2 separate regions of the Callithrix jacchus genome follow, and region 2 is linked to region 1. A link is a contact called in public Hi-C data. All regions are on one chromosome and are shown on one strand. Each heading gives the region's core, a stretch centred on a gene start, on an enhancer-like site or on the middle of the called end of the contact. The rest is flanking DNA. Distances are from core to core; before and after follow the strand shown. Region 1 has its middle 36 kb from the start of SRSF5. Region 2 overlaps SMOC1 (SPARC related modular calcium binding 1).

Region 1 (5,542 bases), core at 1,767-4,266:
TGGGGAGCGGAAAGTGGGGAGTGTAAGAATAAATGGTTTTCGGGGGAAATTAATGGACCTGGAAAACAGAAATTAACTTGTAAATAATTCTCTTTGGAATTTGGATGTGCCCAAGAGGCAGACATCATCTTGTGAAAAAAACCAGGTTTGGTAGCTCAAGCCAGTAATCCCAGCACTTTGGGAGGTTGAGGCAGGAGGATTGCTTGAGTCCAGGAGTTCAAGACTAGCCTGGGCAACATGGAGAGACCCAGTCTCCAAAAAATATCAAAAAATTAAGCGTGGTGGCACATGCTTATAGTCCCAGCTACTTAGGAGGCTGAGACAGGAGGATCACTTGAGCCTGCGAGGTTGAGGCTGCAGTAAGCCATGTTTGGCCATTGCACTGCAGCCTGGGTGACAGAGTGATACCTTGTCTCAGAAAATAAATAAATATCTTGTGAAGAAGTTAATCCAGGTGTGGTTGCATTCTTCAGTCTCAATTTTCTGAGATAACGATATTTAAACAGATAATGAGATTTTAGGGAGAGGAAGGAAGGCAATCGTGGTCCTATTTGGGGATCTGATTTCTAGGTAGATAAGGGAACTTCATTTTTTTTTTTTTTTAATCAACTCCCAAGCACCTGGAAACTTCAGAAAATAGCCTCATTCTGTGCTTTGAGAGAAACAGAGAATTCAGAAACAGGAGTTGGGGGAAGGTCAAAGACCATAAGCCCTCTTCTTTAGTCCAGCATGTCAAAGTGCCATATTTTGGCTATCAATTTCTGAGACCCAACATTGACTTCCAAAAGAATAGAAATAGAATCTTATGGATTTTGTCCAAGGGAAAAATAGAGATTGTAGAAAATCAATAACATTTTTAATCCAAAAGAAGACAGGAAAAAGTAAAAAGAAGACAATAAAGAGCTCATACCAAATATGATAGATCCAAACGTATTCGTAACTATAAGAAAGATAAACATGTTTGTCAGAGGTGTTCAAACCAGAATGACTAATCTTGAATAGGGGCCGGGTAAAATAAGGCTGAGACCTACTTAGCTGCACTCCCAAGAAGTTAGGCATTCTAAGTCACAGAATGAGCTAGGAGGTCACAAGATACAGGTCACAAAGACCCCACTAATAAACTAGGATTCAGTAAAGAAGCCAGCTAAAACCCACCAAAACGAAGATGATAATGAGACTGCTGGTCATCCTCATTACTCATTATACATGAATTATAATGCATTAGCATGTTAAAAGACACTCCCACCAGCACCATGACCTTTTACAAATGCCATGGCAATGTCCAGAAGTTACCCCATATGGTCTAAAAGGAGGAGGAACCCTCAGTTCCAGGAATTCCCACTCCTTTCCTGGAAATCTCATGACTAATCCACCCCTTGTTTAGCATATACTCAAGAAATAACTATCAATATAGTCAGCTGAGCATCCCATGCCACAGCTCTGTCTATGTAGTAGCCATTCTTTTACTCCTTTACTTTCTTCATAAACTTGCTCTCACTTTGTTCTGTGGACTGCGGGAGATCCAAGAATCCTCTCTTGGGAGCCAGTAACATATTTAACTCAGATATTAAAGGACAGCATGTATCAGATCAGATCACAGTCCTACACTGTCTCAAATATAATAATAATTTATATCTCTAAAGTAGGATATTCTATGGATCGCTGGTTCATGCACATGCTTTAAAACCCTCTAGGGTGCCCACCTGCAAGATACTTCAAGCTAAGAGAATGGCTCTCAAAGCCCTTCAGCATAGAGCTACAGTCTCCAGGTCTGGGCCATGTGACAGTGCCTCGCCCCACACCCTCCCATCCAACCACACCTGATTCTCACACTCCCCAATACTCCGCAACCTCATGACTCCACTCACAACTGGGCATTGCCCACCTGTTAGATCTGCCTAGAAGGCCTCTCCCCCTGGCCCATCTCTTCTGCCTGACAACCAAACTAGTGTTGGTTCAAGACCCAGCTGGAACAGCACTTGCTCCGTAAAGCCCTAGCCAACTGCTGTGCACCTCCTTCACCGGGGAGGAGTAGTCTCCCTGCATCATTCCCGCAGCTCTTCTTTCCTCTCTCCTGCCCCTCCTCCATCCTTCCTTCCTAGTGCAGTGAAGTACAGAGCCTCTGGGGGTCCTGCTAGGCACTGAGGAGTCAAGGTTTAAGGGGGATAGAGACCAGTGACGACACTGTTAGTGCCAGTCGTGAGAACCTCAAGGACAGAGCAGCCCCGTGTGCTCAGCCCTCAGCACCAGCCTGGCACCTTGCAGGAGCATCTGTTGAGCCAAAGGATTCTGTAGAGGGTGGAACTGTGAACCCCGGAAAAGATATGTCCGAGTGCTGTTTCCTGTGAATGTGATCGTAGGTGGAAATGGAGTCTTTCCTCTGTGATCAGGTTAAGATGAGTCCCACTAGATTGGGTGGGCTCTAATCCTACGACCGTGTTCTTACAGGAAGAAGGAGACGTGAGCCTGGACATACAGGAAGGCAGAGGCTGGAGTGAGGCATCTGTAACCAAACCCACAACAAGGACTGCGGGCTGCCGCTGGAAGCTAGAAAGAGGCCAGGAAAGACTCTCCCTAGAGCCAGCAGAGGGGCACGGCCCTACGCACGCCCTGATCTCCGACTTCAGGCCTCCAGAACTGTGAGAGAAGACACTTCTGCTGCCGTAAGCCACCCAGTTACTGGTAATTTGTTATGGCAGCTCTAGGAAACAGAATACAGAGTTCAAGCAGGAGTCGGTTTCTCAAAAACTCCTAGGTCGCCCCCCCCCCACTCCCCGGAGGCCCCGGCTGTCACACCCCGACTTCCCGCTGACCCCTGCTTTGCAGAACCTGGGAGCTAACTTGTCAACCCCAAGCCCAAGTGTCCCCTCCAGCTGCAGAGGGCCGCATCCTCATCCGACACTAGATGGCGCCAGCGCGCTGAGCCGGCCCTGCTTCGTGGGCTCCCGGTCCGGTGAGTAGCCCGCGGGCCCGGGACCCCAAATCCAAGATCAAGATCGGACATCCAACTTCTTCGAGTTCTTCCCAGGGAAAGTGGCTTTTTTTCCGGTCAGAGGGAGGAATTCGGATCCTCTGCCTTGGCCCTGGCCCTGCCCGCCCGGCGCCCCCTTGAGGCCTTGGATCTGAGCTGCCCGTGGTGCCTCCTCCGGCCTCTGCTGCAGGCCCCGGGGGTGCTGCTGAGCCTGGGTGGGGTTGCACACACGGCCTTGAGGGTGGCGAGCACCCAGGTCCGCACAGGCAGAAGGATGTGCTCTGGTACTGTGAGCTGAGCCAAAGCTGGGCTTTCTGCGCGTGAGGACGGCTGCCAGGCGAAGGGCATGGCAGTGGGGAAAGAAGACTATTTACCCCCCTTGCTGCAATCCTGCAATGGTTCCCCGTTGCTCTTAGGCGATGCCCAAATATTTTTTTTTTTTGAGATGGAGTCAGGCTCTGTCGCCCAGGCCGGAGTACAGTGGCGCGATCTCGGCTCACTGCAACCTCTGCCTCCCAGGTTCTCCTGCCTCAGCCTCTCAAGTAGCTGGGATTACAGGTGTGTGCCACCACATCTGTCTAATATTTTGCATGTTTAGTAGAGACAGGGTTTCACCGTGTTAGCCTGAATGGTCTCGATCTTCTGACCTCGTGATCTGCCTGCCTCAGCCTCCCAAAGTGCTGGGATTACAGATGTGAGCCACTGTGCCCAGCAGCAATGCCCAGCTTTTTTCATGACCTACCTACGAGACTCTACCTGGTTCCCCAGCATCATCATCTCACTCCACTCTCTCCTTCCAAGCATGTTCTGTTTCAGGGTTCATGAGGTGTTGTGCCTTTAATTTGGAACCCTCCTTGCCTAGCTAATACCTATGCATTTCCCCACTTACACACATGAGCAAAGTATCGCTAGGAAAAATTCCTGCAATTCCTGGTTTGAATGTATGTGTCCCTCCAAAATTTATATGTTGGAACATAAACCCCAAGGTGTGGTATTAGAAAGTGAGGCCTTTGGAAGGTGATTACGTCGTGAGGGTTCCACCCTGGCAAATGGGATTCATGCCTTTATGAAAGTGCTGGAGGGCACTAGCCAGGCCTCTTTGGGCCCTTCCATCTCTTCTGCCACATGAGGATGTAGGAATCATCCCTTTTGCCCCTACCATCAGGGGAGGATGCAGCCAGAAAAGTGCCATCTTGGAAGCAGAGAGCGGCCCTCACCAGACACCGAATCTGCGGGTGCCCTGCCCTTTGACTTCCCAGCCTCCAGCACAGTGGGAACTTTCTATTGTTTATAAATTACTTATTCTAAGGTATGGGGTTATAGCAACAGGAAGAAACTAAGACATAGAATTTCCAGGGTGAAAGAATTTCGTATCATTTCAAAGTGTGCATTATCCAAATAATGTTGTTTAGAAACAATCACAAACTTAGAGAACATTTCCTGAAGCATTTAGAGTATTTTTCCCAACCCCCTCCCAATACTTTAATGTGTGTTTCCCACCAGCAAGGATTTTCTCCTACATAACCACAGCTGTCAAATCAAGAAGTTAACCAGAAGTTACCACATTGAATCCTCAGACCCCATTGAGTTTTGTCCCAGTAATATCTTTTATCGCAAAAGGACCCAGTTCAGAATCATGTTACATTTCTCTTTATTCATGTCTCTTAGCTCCCTCAGTCTGGAACCCTTCCTCAGATTTTCCCTTGCTTTTTTTTTAGACAGAGTCTTGCTCTATCATCCAGGCTGGAGTGCAGTGGCACGATCTCAGCTCACTGCAACCTCCGCCTCCCAGGTTTAAGAGGTTCTCTGCCTCAGCCTCCCAAGTAGCTGGGATTACAGGCCACCATGCCCAGCTAATTTTTGTATTTTTAATAGAGACAGGGTTTCACCATCTTGGCCAGGCTGGTCTTGAACTCCTGACCTCGTGATCCACCCGTCTCAGCCTCCCAAAGTGCTGGGATTATAGGTGTGAGCCACCGCTCCCAGCTTTCCTTTAATTTTCATGACCTTGACATTTTACAGATTACAGGCCAGTTATTTAGTGAAATACGGCTCACTTTGGGTCTGTCTCATTTCCTCTTCCACAACTGGTGTAGGTTGCATTCTGCAGGAATACCATGGCATATCTGTGTTCACTTGGTGCCGCCTATCAGTTGGTACACGATTTTTATTTTTCCCACTGACTAAAGCAATGTTTGTTGGGCATCTCTACCGTGAAATTTATCTCTGTGGATTCCTAGTCTTCTGTTTTATTCAATGGATTGTAATCCATTGTAATCATTATTTATTTTGATGCTCAAAATGTCCCTGAACTGGCCAGTAGAAGCCCCTTTCAGTGGGAATCTTTCGGGCATGTGCCTACCATTCTTGGAGCACTTTCTTGCTTTCTGATACAGTATGTTCCAGGCTCATCTTGCAGTCTGCCTGCCTGCCTCAGCTCTGGAATCAGCCATTTCTCCAAAAAGCCCTGGGTCCTTTTCATGGACAGCATTATTTTACTCACTTATTTTTTGAGACGGAGGCTCTGTAGCACAGGCTGGAGTGCAGTGGCACAATCTCAGCTCATTGCAA
Region 2 (5,037 bases), core at 1,962-4,461, 280 kb before region 1:
GCTCCTGTTCCCAGGGCTTGGCACTGAGTGAATGTGATCGAGGCCCTTGTGCACTTCCCTGGGGAAGGAGAATAAGGTTGAGGTTGGAAGTCCCACATTCACATCCTCAGAGTCCAGGACACTGGGACAGAGCCTGTGATACCAGAGGTCGAAATCGGGGCAGAGAGCTCACTGTTCCACAGGGATCCTGGACCAGGGTTCAAGGCCTGTCTGCACGTTCTGAAGCTGCTCCTGGTGGGAAAACTATTCAAAGCACTTGTCATGCCACCCTCTCTTCTCTGGGGTTTGAAAGGTTTCCAGAAAGGAGATCATCTCTGACCCTTCCCCTATGAACAAGTCAGCAAACTTCCTCCTCTTCCACCCATCCCCACAGGTAACCTCCAAGTTCAGGTAAAAAGAAGTTACATTATGGGGGAAAAGAAAGCCATCCATCCATCCATCCCTGTTAGATGCCTATTCCTAATTAGGTGAATTTCAGTCTTGGGCAGGTACTCCGGGCATCCTGGACTGATTCCAGGAGGATGCAATTAGTGGATCTGCCAGGGGGACCTCATCCTGACAGGTTTAACTCAGTACCTGGCCGAAGGTGTGAGGAACCGTGGAGATCTCCTCTAACTCTTAGGAGATCTGCTTAGTCTGTCATGGAAACCAGGCTCAGGAGGTCTTTAAAACAGGCACGAAGTTATTCACTGCAGACCTCAGATTTTGTCACTGCCAGCATAGGCAGTGTTCTGGTGTTTTCCATCTTCTCCTATTTTACCTGCAATATTCACTCTTAGATGGCCCCTTTGGTATATACCAGCTGCACAGGCAGAAATTTCTGTTGGGATGCTCTTGGTGCAGGTAGGGGAATGACCCGTCTGTCCCTGCCTTTCCCTAAACAGCAGCGAGGACACAGGCTGTGAGGGAGAGACAGAAGGCCCCCAAGGAAGGGAACTGGGTTCTCTCAGACAATGGGGGAGGCACTCAGGGACCTTCCTGCTCAGCCCCCCACCACCAGGGAGCCATGAGAGTTCCAAGGCAAAGGCAGCTCTTCCTTTAACCTTTAGGCTCAGTATAGCGTAATGTCTACCTAGAGGCTGGAATAATAAAGCCTCAGTCGCTGAGACGGGAAGGGATGAGGTCATCCCACCCAGAGGCCCTGCCAGGGGAGGCACGTCCCTCCAACACGTGTTTCTGGGGCTCCCATCTGTCCAACTTTCAGCAACTCCATTGATAGAGCTCCGCCACCCACCTTCAGGCTATTTTGCAGCAAGAAGCAGTTCTTCTTCCTGACTTTACAACCTCCAAGAGTTTCCTTCCACGCCTGAGAGTGACCATCATCTGGCTCCTGCCCCTTTCCCTGCCTCTCTTCTGACTTTCCCTTTCTGCCATCTCCTTACCAGAAAAACAACATTTCGACTCTCTTCACTCCCATCAGGACCTCCCAGTGCAGGGAAACCATGACATCTGATTGCTGCCCACAACCCTGCCTGGCTCCCAGGTGAGCCACTGGGCTAAGATGCGCAGTGCTCACCACCTTGGGAGAGATACTTTGAGCCTCTCCAAGCAGTGCCTCTGGGCTCCTTCTAACACTGCCACGAGCCACAGCCTGCCCTGTGGGGCCTGAGTGTCCTGCTGCCTTCCTCCCTCCTTCCCAGCTAGCATGATACTCTCTGCTTCTGAACTCCTTTGGCTGCCAAAACCACCCCAAAACCTCCAAGTAAGAGAGCCCAACCTCTACCTGTAAGCTGGATACCCCGAGGGTCATCCAACACTTTGGCAAGGCCAAACTCCAAGTACATTAATAGCAGAACTTCTCAGCTTTGAGTCCATGAAGGATTGCGGACCCTCTGAGAACCTACCCAAAGATGTAGGCTCTCTCTCTAGAGAAATGCACATACACAGAGAAGCCTGCAGATTTTAGGAGAGTAACGGACTCCCTAAAGCCCATTAAACGTCCCTGGACTCAGGTTAAAAAAAAAGACAGAAACAAAACTCTTGATCTGGAGGAATGGAGGCTCTAGCCATGGCCCAGGGAGAGTGTTTAAGCACAATGCTTCTAGGAGAAGACGGAGGGAGACAAAACGACAGCAGCTGGGAGGGGTTCTGGGCTAGTTTCCCTGTTTCCAACAAAACTATTGGAGGCAATGGATTTTAAAACTGTGTAAATCAAGTTTCTGGCCTGGCCACAGCCTTAAGTCACAGAGGACATTGAGAGCAGGTACCCACCATGCTTTATGCAAGCTCTTGGCTAAGACTGGGATCCAGCGGGAGTCCTGGCACAGCAGTAAGTGTGTGCAAAAGAAGACCCAAGAGCCCTCTGTTAATGGAACAGAATCTGAGATTTTTTCCTGTGGGGGTGCTGGATAGACATGGAGCAGGGAGGCCTCCCCCAGAGCTTCGGGAGTCTCTCAAGCAGTCTTTGCTAGAGACTTTCCATCACAATTAGGCCCCCTCAGTCACCCACTGACACCCTAACAGCAAAGCCACAGCCCAAGTCTTGCAACCTCCCTCTTTTCCTCCCAGCTCCAGGCTTACACTGACCTCAGGCTCCCAACATATTCCACTGGAGGCCAAGACCGCTGAATTCAATGCTGCTCATCAGGCAAAGGCTGGGGACCTAAGTCAGAGGGAGCGAGGGCTCCTTGGGATCAGGGTAACAGCGCTCACTTGTCTACACTGCAGACTTCTCCATGGGTAATGTTCTACTTCTACTAAAAGGGCCCACTGGGTAGGTAGAATATCCAAGTTTCCTTGAATGTGGTAGGGAAAGACACACCCAAATGACACCAAATTCCAGATTTTGGAAGACTATGGTTCAGACAATATGAGCCAGACAACGCCAGTGTCTGCACTACCTCTGGGCTGTTTTTGTGGCTGTCCTGTTGACTTTTGCCCCCAGGGATGAGGAACCCCACTAGAGCCAAGTCCCTCCCCCAGCTGGCCTCACGGAGCCTTCTCCCAGTTTCAGAGGCAGTGCGGCCACCCTTCTCCTGCAGCACTTTCAGTTTTGCTTCTGCAGCCTCAGCCCTGCCAGGCCTTGGCTGCAACGCACAGCTGGAGAGCCAGCTCCATTTACCACAAGGAAACCTGCTTTGGCCAAGATCTCAGGCCCAGTTCTGCTGTACTAAGCAGTTTTAGAGAAGGTAAGGCGGGACAGCCTGGAGGCACTAGCCAAGCCAAGCAGACCGAGCCCCGTCTGGAGTTGGGTCCAGGCCCCGCCAGCTGTGCGGGTGCAGCAGGGAAATGCCAAGTCAGCCACATTCCAGCCTCTTTCTTGCAAAGCCATCAACGGGCAACCACACCGGGCAGGAAGGAGGAAACCACAGTACAGTCTCCCCTTGGAGGACCACGTGCAGGGCCAAGAGGCTCACACAGCCCTTCCCACCTCCCCTCAAAGTTGACTTTCCCTAGGTCAGAGTGGAGCCAGGAGAGGGTGTCCCTGCTCTAGAAGACTGCAGCTGAGATCTCAGAAATCTAACTTCGGGACTGATAAATGCTATGGTTGCTACGGGAAGGCTGATCTAAGGGGGAGCATTGCCTCCTGGAGCTCTGGCCAGAGGAGCCCAAGGGTTAACTCACTCACCCAGAAAATATTCACGGAGAAGGGCTATCACCCAGTGATATTTGCAAGGCACCCCCTCCCATGCACCTGCCATAGAGTTTCTGCAGACACCCCATTCTACTTTGCCTATTTTTAGATCTTTGTAGCACTGCTTTTTGCTACTAAATCCAGCCAGAAAAGGGAGTAGATGCCTCCCACTCTTCCACTCACTGCATCTAGCAAGTCTTGAAAGTTTTATCGATTTCTTTACAAAAGCTTCAGCAAATCATCCCTTTCCCACATTCCATGTCCTCATCACCCTTCACGCTAGCACTTGCTATAATCTTCCTGCCTATTTTGCTCCTCTCCAATCCTGCTTCCATAGTGCCATCGGGATGACTCTGCAAAAATGCCCACCTAACTTTGTAGCTCCCTTCTGCTCTGCAGCTTGATTCCCAGGACCCAGCACCATCTGGGCTCTGTCCAGCTCTGCAGCCTCACCTCCTACCGGTCTCCATCCTGACTTCCAAACATAAACCATACTACTTCCTACAGCTCCTTCTTCATGTCTTACCCTGCTCACACCTCACTACCCACATGGTCCCCTCTGCTGGAAGGCCCTTACCCCTGGTCCATCTAGGTCAGACATTTTCCCATTTGTAAGCTCCACTGTTGCTCCCATGAAAAGCCTTCCCTGGCTTCCCCAGGGTCCCCTCAACACTTTCTCAGCCTCTATTAGCCCACCAACTTTGCACTGCTTTCATACGGTTGTTCTAGATCTCCCCTCCAAGGCCAGAAACTACGCCCTTTTCTTCAGACGCCCCACCTAGCGGGAAGCTCATACCAGGGGCGGGTTGAAAGGTGAGAGTTGATGCAAAGCCAACAACTCCATGGCCGACAGGAAGCAGATTGGGAGGAAGACACCTTTTTCTCTGCACTATCCAAACATCTTCCATCCCTTTTTCCCACTGTCCCCAAATAGGACTGTTTCCCTGGCCTCAGTCGATGTCCAGCTTTAACTGCTAGAGTCTGAGAGGATACAGGAGGGATCAGATGCTTCATTAACCTCATGCCTGCAGCCCCAACTCTGCCTGAACTCCACAACCAAGGCCAAAATGCAGGAAGCCTGGGCTTCCTAATTGTCTCTGTCAGACAAGCTACCTGACTTCCAGCTGCTCCATACCTCTGCTCTTCCATCAAACAAGAGGGATGACTGGCCAGGGTCTGTCTGCACAGCACCCCTGAGGCCCAGCCAGGGTGCCCAAGGGCCCTGTTTACAAAATAGCATCACAGTAAACTTGACAGCTGGCTCCAACCTTACACTTGGTCTTGAGATGGTCGACAGACCCTCTGATGTGCCAGAAAAGGGTCTTATCAAGACAGGGATCCATCCATCTATCCCCCATCCCTCTAGCTGTTTATTCATTTAACATATTTAGCAGTGCCGGGCACTAGTCTAAGCTCTGGGAATACAGCAGAGAAGAAGACAGAAAATGTTTCTTCTCTCATAG

Evidence for each region. Hi-C and Micro-C count contacts between places; a contact is called where the count stands out from the background.
Region 2: a Hi-C map of induced pluripotent stem cells shows a contact between it and region 1, with 5 times the contacts expected there. The contact joins two enhancer-like sites. A contact is called at or near these places in 3 of 3 Hi-C or Micro-C datasets (induced pluripotent stem cells and skeletal muscle).

Annotation. Positions count from the first base shown.
Region 1 is chr8:104,709,460-104,715,001 of calJac240_pri, reverse strand. No RefSeq gene overlaps it. Among named protein-coding and RNA genes, the nearest start is that of SRSF5, 36 kb to the left of the region's middle. Within about 2 kb of position 3,016, at least 3 of the 16 cell types and tissues checked have an H3K27ac peak or open chromatin away from gene starts, as enhancers often do.
Region 2 is chr8:104,992,030-104,997,066 of calJac240_pri, reverse strand. The region is part of intron 10 of SMOC1 (SPARC related modular calcium binding 1); the gene reads right to left. Among named protein-coding and RNA genes, the nearest start is that of SMOC1, 140 kb to the right of the region's middle. Within about 2 kb of position 3,211, at least 4 of the 16 cell types and tissues checked have an H3K27ac peak or open chromatin away from gene starts, as enhancers often do.